2 separate regions of the Zea mays genome follow, and region 1 is linked to region 2. The links are chromatin contacts, called in public Hi-C maps. All regions are on one chromosome and are shown on one strand. The core of a region is the stretch at or near the end of the contact, and the rest is flanking DNA. Distances in the headings are between cores, read along the strand shown.

Region 1 (4,434 bases), core at 1,513-4,012, 210 kb before region 2:
TGATCTTTATGAACTTGTTATATTGTGAACTTATGATCTTTGTAAACTTTTTATATTATAAATTTGTGATCCTTGTGAACTTGTTATATTGTGAACTTGTTATATCATGAATTGTGAACTTGTGGTATTTGTGATCTTTTATCAATTTTGTTTTATTGTGAAGTTTGATACGTTTACCGATCGTATTTTAGATTTCGACCGTTACCGGTGTATTTTCCGCACCGAACTTTCGTTTCCGATGTTTCCGAAATACCGATATCGTTTTCGTTTCCGGAGTTACTGTTTCCGATTTCGTTTCCGATAAAAAATATGAAAACGGTAATGGTTTTAGTGTTTACCGACCGTTTCCGACCGTTTTCATCCCTACCCACGACCACGAGCGGCTGTCAATCCCTACTACTAGTCCACACCTCGCTTGGAGTCTCTCACCGCTCTCCGAGCCATGATGCTGCACGTACTGCATCCCCCGTGCCTGCAGAGAGAGCCCAGAGTCTCGCTTCCGTCGCAGTAGTACGAACCGGAGGTACGAGGTCGCTGTGGGTCCGTCCTCGGATTCCCTGACAGGACACACAACAGCCACAGCCAGCCTGGAGAGTGCGTACAGTAGTAGCTGATTAGGGAACGCGTATGCGCTTATCAAGGAGACGATGGTCCACTGATCGGCTTGCGTAACCGACCCATCCGTCCAGATAGAACCAGACCCCCACTACTGCAAGTTGAGCTGAGCGCGCGGATGCGGATAGCTGCGCCACGCCAGCCAGCGATAAGGCCATCCACGGCCTCACGCGCTGTGAGCTCGGCGCACGCAGTGGAGTAGAGTAATCACGGGTGGGAGTGGGACACAGCCGAACGATGAACGCACCACCCATCACGCCGGCCGTTTATAAGCTAGGGAGTGCATGGGCCGCGTGGAGGCAACGCAGCGGATCAGCAGCATCAGCCGGCGAAACCCACCACCCAACAGGATTATAGACCTGGCCGCAGATTCACCGGAAGATATTTGTTTTCCCTCCCTGCCACCTTGCAGCAAGTTGCCGTACACAATTAACATAGAGATCGTCGCCTGATCGACCAGTTCCATCCATCTGTCAGTCGTCAATTCGGGATCCGGCACGAACCAACGGCTGGAGGAGGAGGAAGAGGAGGACCCAGCGAGCCGCCCCGCCCCACAGGCCCCGATCAAGCGCGCGCAAAACGCCACAGGCGGGACCGGGACCGGGCAGGCACGTACGTACGTACGGTGAGCATGGACCGCCGGTGCTGATAAGCCTGTGCGGCCAGCCGTGAGCGAGCGGCGCCCCGCGCCCGCAATGATTGTGATAAGGGGCGCGGGGGACAGTGGGGGATTCGATCGCCACACCCGCATCTCATCTCATCGACCAACCCCAGCTGCGTCAGTCATGCGTGCGTGGCCTACAGCGACAGGAGTACGGGGCATGGGTTGGCGCGCCCTTCGCCAGCCTGCCCGCTCCTGTCGCTCGTGCCCCCCGCGCGGCCGTTCGGAACTCGGAGAGCCGGGAGAATGGGTTACCGTGTCGTGGCCCTGTGAAGCGGGCGCCGGTCGGTGGCTGCCATAAAATTCCGAGGGCATGCGGAAGGCGGGCGCGGGTCCTGTATGCTATGCTCTCGGCGGCGCTCTGGATTTTCGATGGAACCTTCGGTGAGGTGCCGATGCCGTAGACTGGTGGTCTGGTCTGGACTCTGGAGACACATTGACACTCACTCGTAGTAATACGGTAGATCGAGTTCTTCTTCTTCTTCAAGTCACGGCTTAGTCAGCCAGCCCTCGTTTCGCAGCTCGTACGGCGAACCTTCGTTTCCTGCTTTTGTCGCATGACATTGGTGGTGCCTGAACCAGGACGCGGTAGCAAGGATGCATCCTAGCCAGGAAGACTACTTGGTTATTCTGGTCTGCAACGCTCTGACAGCGATAGGCCTAGCAGTACTACGCTACCTCGTTTTTGCAGCAAGCATAGCCTAGCGAATTTAGGTCACCGTAAGTATAATCTGGTGTCCTTGTAACGTTTGGTTCAACAATCAGTATGCCAGCCCAGGTCTTGGATTGGGATGCACGTCTTGGTATCCACACATGATAAGTTTTTTTTTGGGACCCTCCGAGCTAGTGGGCTTGGGGGTACACAATTCCCATGGGCCTTTGCATAAGCGTGGCCACGTCATAGCCCGGGCCGCACCTGTGCCATCTATGGGCTTGAGTGTACCTCCTCATCAGGCCTGCGTGCTCTGATCACTGCCCAATATCTAGTCAACTAGTCAACGCATGGCGCGGCAAAGTGGACCGGTTCCCCCCCCGCGAATCCCCAACTGGATCGTTTGTGTGAAGGAGAGGAGAGGACACGATCTCGTTCGGGCGGCATCTTTCGTTCGAAAGAACCAAAAAGCTACGTACTTTAATTTGGCAGATCTTCGCGACAACCTACCATTTCATCGTTCATAAGTATAAGATACTGCTACTGCATACCGTAAGTACATTTTGAAATATGGTTCATAATCCTATTTATATATATACAAAAAATAAAAAAGCATGTCAATTCTAAAAAAAAAACTGCTGCTTCCATCAGTCCTGAGCAACCATCAAGAGTATCGGCCTGGCCTGGCCTGGCTTCCACCAGGTTCCAGCCTCGTTGCAACCTACGTACGGGCCTACACACATACCACCATATAAAAATGAAAAAACTTTGGCCTCTTCGCACCAGAGTCCAGACTCCAGACTCCAGAGGCTTGGTCAAAGACGACTTGAATCAGTTCTCTCCCGTTTCCTCCGCCTCGCCCTCGTATCTTCCTCCCCTCCTCGATCGCCGCTCCGGCCATGGCGAACGACGGGTCGCAGAGCGCGCGCGGCGGCGGCGGCGGCAGGAGGTGCTGCTGCGGCGCCCTCACGCGCGTGGACCTCCTGGTCTTCCTCCTCGCCGCGGCGCTCTGCTCCGCGTCCTACTGCCTCGGGGTATGGCACAACAGCCGCGGCGCCGCGGACAGCCGGGTCCTGGCGCCGAGCGCCGGCGCCAACACCTACTGCGGGGACGACGCCCGCGAGCCGCTCGACTTCGAGACGCGCCACGCCGCCGAGGACGCCGGGCTCTCCGCGCCTACTACTACGGCGGCGGCGGCGGGGACGACGAGCACCCGGCGGGCGTTGCGCGGCGCCGCGGACGGCGGCGTCCGCGTCCGGCTCACGGGCGCCGTCGCCGTCCGAGCGTAGGTCCGCGCCATGTGCACGTGGCCTCGGCGCGCGTCGCTCCGGACGTCGGAGTTGGAGCCCCCCCACCCCACGCCGTGTTCCCGGCTCCGGCGCTCGATCCCAATGAAGTTCCGGGGTCGTCTGTTGCATTTGGTGGGGCGCGAGTTTACCGTCTAGTCCTTCTTGGCTGTTTTTCAGAGTTTTCGATCATTCCAGGGGATTTATGTGAACATTTCCTTTTCCGTGATACTGATATGATAGGGGACTCCGAGTGCTGGAGTTTACTCCAGAGCATCTATCTGATGCCGATACCGATGCCGAAGAGGAGGACTGTCTTCGGAATTTTCTCTTTGGTTTGATGCGTGCGTGTTGGCAGTGGCACTTGGCAGCCGGTAGCTTTGCACTTTAGTGGGCGACCAAATCAAAAGGACAAGGGAGCTGCAGGCCGGCACGACGGAGCAAGCCATGTCGTCAGCCAAGAAGACTTTTTGAGAGCCGAGTTGACATTTATCTTGTGGCTTGTATGGCCAAAAAAGAGGAACGATTGGGAACTGAGCAGCTACGCCCTGTTTGCTAATTCCGGGCGAATTTATCAGGTGGTATGGTACCTGTTGGGCGCTTCATCTTATCTGCATACCTAGTAAGCAAACGATCCCCTTCTCTTCTCGATCGCCAACTGCACCTGACAGGCGATGGCGAAGTAGTAGCCGGGGATCGCCTCCCTCCCCCTGGTCCCTTCCTGCACGAGTGCATTCGAGATTTTCCTGTCGCTGCTACTGGCCAGTGGCCACAGACCGAGGCCGTTTCGGACCAGACGAGCCCAGACTTTAGACGTTTCGCTAAGAGCAAGTATAATCGCTAGCTGTAAGCCTGTAAACCACCTAAATTGATATGGAAGAGTGAGGGGGAAGAGAGCGAGTAGAAACAGGCCATGAACTAACAGTTATCTTATACGTTAAGAACAAAAAAAATTATGAGAGAGATAATTAGACTATATTGTTGAGCCCAAAAAGTGGCCTCGTGCACGGTCCAGCCTCTCTAGTCCGGACGGTCCGCGTATGCGCAGAGTCATTTAGAGTTTCGAGTTTCTCGCGGGATTTGTTGTCTAAAACCACGGGATTAGCTCGGGAAACAACTCGTAGCGGATCCAGACCTGCTCTTTATATAGATGAAGGGATACGACCGATTAAAACCCAACAATCGATCAAATCAAGTCTATTTCTCGTTTTACTTATGCA
Region 2 (4,249 bases), core at 494-2,993:
TTGGCCCTGTATTCTTGCCCGTTGGACGGACCCATCTCCGGCCTGCGGCGGAGAGGACAGACAGACAGACCCGCCGTCCGTGGCAACCAACCAAACCTGTGACTCGCAAACACGCCACGCAGACCCCACCCGGCACCCGCCTACCGCACCCAACCAATCACCCCAGTGCCCAGTTTGCTTTCTCCCCGCAAACACGCAGCAACACGGCCGGCCTCGTCCAGTCGTCGACGAAGCCTGAAAGTGCCTGAAAGTATTTTTTTTTTAACATGAATCAATAACTTTCACAATCCAGTATCTTAGAAAAAAGCTAAGGCATTGGTGCCACCACTTACTCCTTGTTCGGTTATTACAGTTTCATATAGATTGAAGTATATTGAAAAATACGTTGTGATGTATATTTTAACCTGCTATGAATTTTGAACCGACTCAACACCACCAAATTCACATGGATTAACGTTGAAACTGACAAGTCCTTAGTTATCTCAACCAAGAATCGGAAGAAGGACATGCGTGGCGGAGGTGGTGCAAGCCGGCGCGACTCTCGATCCGGCGAGGATCCATGGCCCCGTGAAGTCTCTATCAGGGGAGCCAGGAGCGGAACACGGAATCCAGGCTGCAGGGACCGCCTAGGGTTTTTGGAGCGGGTCAGGATTAGATAGACGCGAGGGCAACCGGATCGCGTGGCACGACGTGGTAGGACTTGGAGAGTGGAGGATTGCGGGTTGCTAGAAGCAAATTTGTGGAGTATTTTTTTTATAGTTGCGACTCCGAAACCATTGAACTATATAAACCTTTGCTTTATAATATTAATAGATAAATAGACTAGGCCTCCCGAGACCTACAAACGCGCACACGCCCGCACGCCCGCACGGGCACCGAGCGCAGAAAATACACTTCTACAGTCGTGGCGGAAAGAGATTAACCGGCGAGTCCAGACGATTTTTGGTTGTAATTTTGTAAACGACGAGCCCATAACGAACGAAAAGGACTTTTGTGGCTCGCCTTTTTCTATCAGCTCCGAGATAATAACACACCCACTTTCATCTACCACCGAAAAAAAGTAGAGATAAAGAAAGGTGTGTGAGCGTTGAGCACGCGAGTGCCATGATGCAAATCAGCTCAGCGTCACCAACTAAAGGGAGCGAGCGATCGTAACTAACTGTTCATTAAAAGTGTTCAAGGTTTGATCGATTACATATAACTAAAAACACAATATTTTTCCCCCACCAGATAGTTATATTATAAAAAATCTATCTCATAATAAATACAATAATACTTAGGTCCTGCTTGAATGATAATAGTTAGATGCTAAAATTAGTAGCTACTTTTAGCAAAATAGCTAGTAGTAGCTAGCTACTCCTCCCGTCCAAAAATACTAGTCTCTTGGTTTTTTATGTATATACTAGCTGCTTTGCTACGGTTGTTATGTACTAAATATAATTATTATTTATTTCTAAACACTGAGGTATGTGTGATTTGGTGGTTAACTCTAAATTTTTGAAAAAGAGGCATGTGTTCGAGTACTCACTTTACACTATTTTTTTTGCGTGGTGGTAGGTGGGCCCTCATCATGCTAGCTTCTTTTATTAACAGCCTAGATCCTAAGTTCACATGGTCACAGTCGCCAATGTCAGTACTAACTCGAGTGAGCCAGACAATAAACGAGTGTCAAATAAATAAATCCAAATCAAGAGAATACAAAGTGCGGCATATAAGGAAAAGAAAAAAAAGCTAATAAAGGCCTTCCATTTCCACTCCCCGTCGTGTCGCTTCCTCCCTCTTCCTCCGGAGCTGCGAAATTTTGAGACCCAGCCGGGAAAGCGGAGGCGGAGACTACCCACCCCACCACCAGCCCCCCGGAATTCGCGCAAATCACAGAAGCTCCCTAGCCGCCGGCGAGCACTCGTGCGCTCCCCTGGAAGCGGCGGAGGCGGCGGCGGAGCCCGCCTCTCTGCCGGCGCCGGCGATGGGCAACTCACTGGGGTGCTCGGCTTCCGGCGAGCGGCTCGTCTCGGCGGCGCGCGACGGGGACGCCATCGAGGCGCGGATGCTGCTGGAGCTCAGCCCCGCGCTCGCGCGCTACTCCACCTTCGGCGGCCTCAACACTCCGCTACACTTCGCCGCCGCCAAGGGCCATCTCGACGTACGCGCGAATCCTTCCGTGTTTTTCAGGGTTCCCCCGCTTCGATTTCGGGTCAGCAGTTGTTGTCTCCGTGTAGATTGTCACGATGCTGCTGGAGAAAGGCGCTGACGTTAACGCGCGCAACTACTGCGGCCAGGTAGTAGATCTTTCTGCGCTTTCTGGGTTCAAAAGTTCTCATCTGTGTGTTCCAGCTATCTTCTGCCAGTTCAAACCGAACAAATGCTAAGATCTATCGTGCACAAGTGTCCGATTTGTCAACTCATATGCCATGGAAATATATTGTGGCATCAAGATTCAGTTTTTATGTGGCTAATTATGTTGCTCTGCTCAGCGATGGCATAAGAAAACCTGAATCTGTTATGCATTTGTGCCTATGCCCCAGAGCTGAACCAAGATTTTTTCGTAGCTCATTTTGGCACTTCTGCGAAGGGCAGGCCTGGTACAGTCGTGAAAGTGTGAAACTGACCAGGTCTTGAGTTCTAAGCAGCCTCTCCGCATTTGTGGGGAAGGCCTATCTCGGTTTATCTCTTCTACAGACCCCACTTATGTTGGAGCCTCTGACACTGGGCTTGCCTTCTTTCTGGCACTTCTGCATGGGGGATAGGAATTATATTTTTGTTCATTCTACAGTTTTTATCTGTATCAAATAGTCTGTTGATTGGTTGCAATTGTTTTGATGATGGATCAAGACTGCGCTGATGCATGCTTGTCGGCATGGGCACTGGGAGGTGGTGCAGATGCTTCTTCTATTTAGATGCAATGTAAGACGGCACGTAAGATAGTACCTTTTTCTGCTACATTTTTTAGTTAGGACAAGGTAAGTGCTAACTGTTGTTTGTTTTTTGGCTGATTCAGGTTACTAGGGCAGATTACTTGAGTGGTCGAACAGCACTGCATTTTGCTGCACATGATGGATTTGTTCGGTGTATTAGGCTTTTAGTTGCAGACTTTGTCCCGAGTGTGGCCTTGGAGGATATTGCTTCTTCTGTGGTGGATGGTGGTGATTGCCAGACAAACAGTGGGAGCAGTCCTAATTCATCGTCGGGGCAGAAGTTTAATGAATCGTATGTGTTGTCAATGAATCACATTTTATTATTTGAAACAATTATCTGTTAACTCCATGTTTGTTTCAGGGCCCGTGTGAGGTACATCAACAAACCTGCAGATGGTGGTGTTACAGCACTTCACATGGCAGCATTGAACGGTCACTTAGATTGCATGCAGTTGTTGATTGACTTGGGCGCTAATGTCTCAGCTGTCTCATTCCCCTATGGCACTACTGCAAATTTGATAGGCAAGTGTTGATTCTTAGCTCAGATGGAATGCATTGAGCAATGCTATTCTTGTTAGCTCAAATGAGATTTTAACAATGCACTGGTGGAACAGGAGCTGGCAGTACACCGTTGCATTATGCAGCAGGTGGGGGGAAACAAGAATGCTGTGAGGTAAGTCAATGTCATAAAGAATCATCACCTTTTGACAAGAATCCTGCTTCAGTTGTACCTATCAGAGGAATTTATTTATTCTGGTATGTGATGATGCTGTTCTTGCAGCTACTAATATCAAAAGGCGCTAGCAGGTTGACACTCAATTGCAATGGGTAAGTTTTTTTTGTTAATGATGCTATGTAGTATTTAGAAGGGCAGGCATGGTGCAGTGGAGAGCTGTCTCACTGAGTCACCAGGTTATGGGTTCGAAGCAACCTCTTGGTTTATCTCTTTCTTAGATCCCACTCATGTGGGAGCCTCCGACACTAGGTCTGCCCCTTTTTATGATATGTTTAGTATTCCAATTCTTTAGTAATCTTACCATTTTAGCCATTGGCCAATCTCACTCGAGTAGTCCTAATTTATTTTAACACTATCTTATGTTTAGGTGGCTTCCCGTTGATGTTGCTAGAATATTTGGACGGCGCTCTTTGGAGCCATTACTTTCTCCAAATTCACACTCGAATGTCCCTGTATTTCAACTGTCCAGTTATCTTGCCTTGCCACTCATGAGTATACTTAATATAGCCAGGTCAGTGTTTAACAACACATGTTTTCTTCGTCTGGAAATACTATAACTGAATTTCTTGCTTTCATAGACTGACGACTTTCAATATAT

Evidence for each region. A called contact is a pair of places that touch in the nucleus more often than the background predicts.
Region 1: a contact with region 2 is called in a Hi-C map of bundle sheath, with 3 times the contacts expected there. The contact joins the promoter of LOC100274638 here to the promoter of LOC100281593 in region 2. A contact is called at or near these places in 7 of 25 Hi-C or Micro-C datasets (bundle sheath, ear, endosperm and 2 more) and 1 of 3 datasets of contacts at active chromatin or transcription factors (leaf).

Annotation. Positions count from the first base shown.
Region 1 is chr1:81,217,822-81,222,255 of Zm-B73-REFERENCE-NAM-5.0, reverse strand. It overlaps LOC100274638, which reads left to right and starts at 2,762. Exons shown (of 1, transcript NM_001371644.1): 1 at 2,762-3,443. The coding sequence starts at 2,828. The coding sequence ends at 3,217.
Region 2 is chr1:81,006,834-81,011,082 of Zm-B73-REFERENCE-NAM-5.0, reverse strand. It overlaps LOC100281593, which reads left to right and starts at 1,743. Exons shown (of 10, transcript NM_001154512.2): 1 at 1,743-2,143; 2 at 2,220-2,279; 3 at 2,833-2,904; 4 at 2,999-3,207; 5 at 3,277-3,437; 6 at 3,530-3,588; 7 at 3,697-3,743; 8 at 4,019-4,162. The coding sequence starts at 1,967.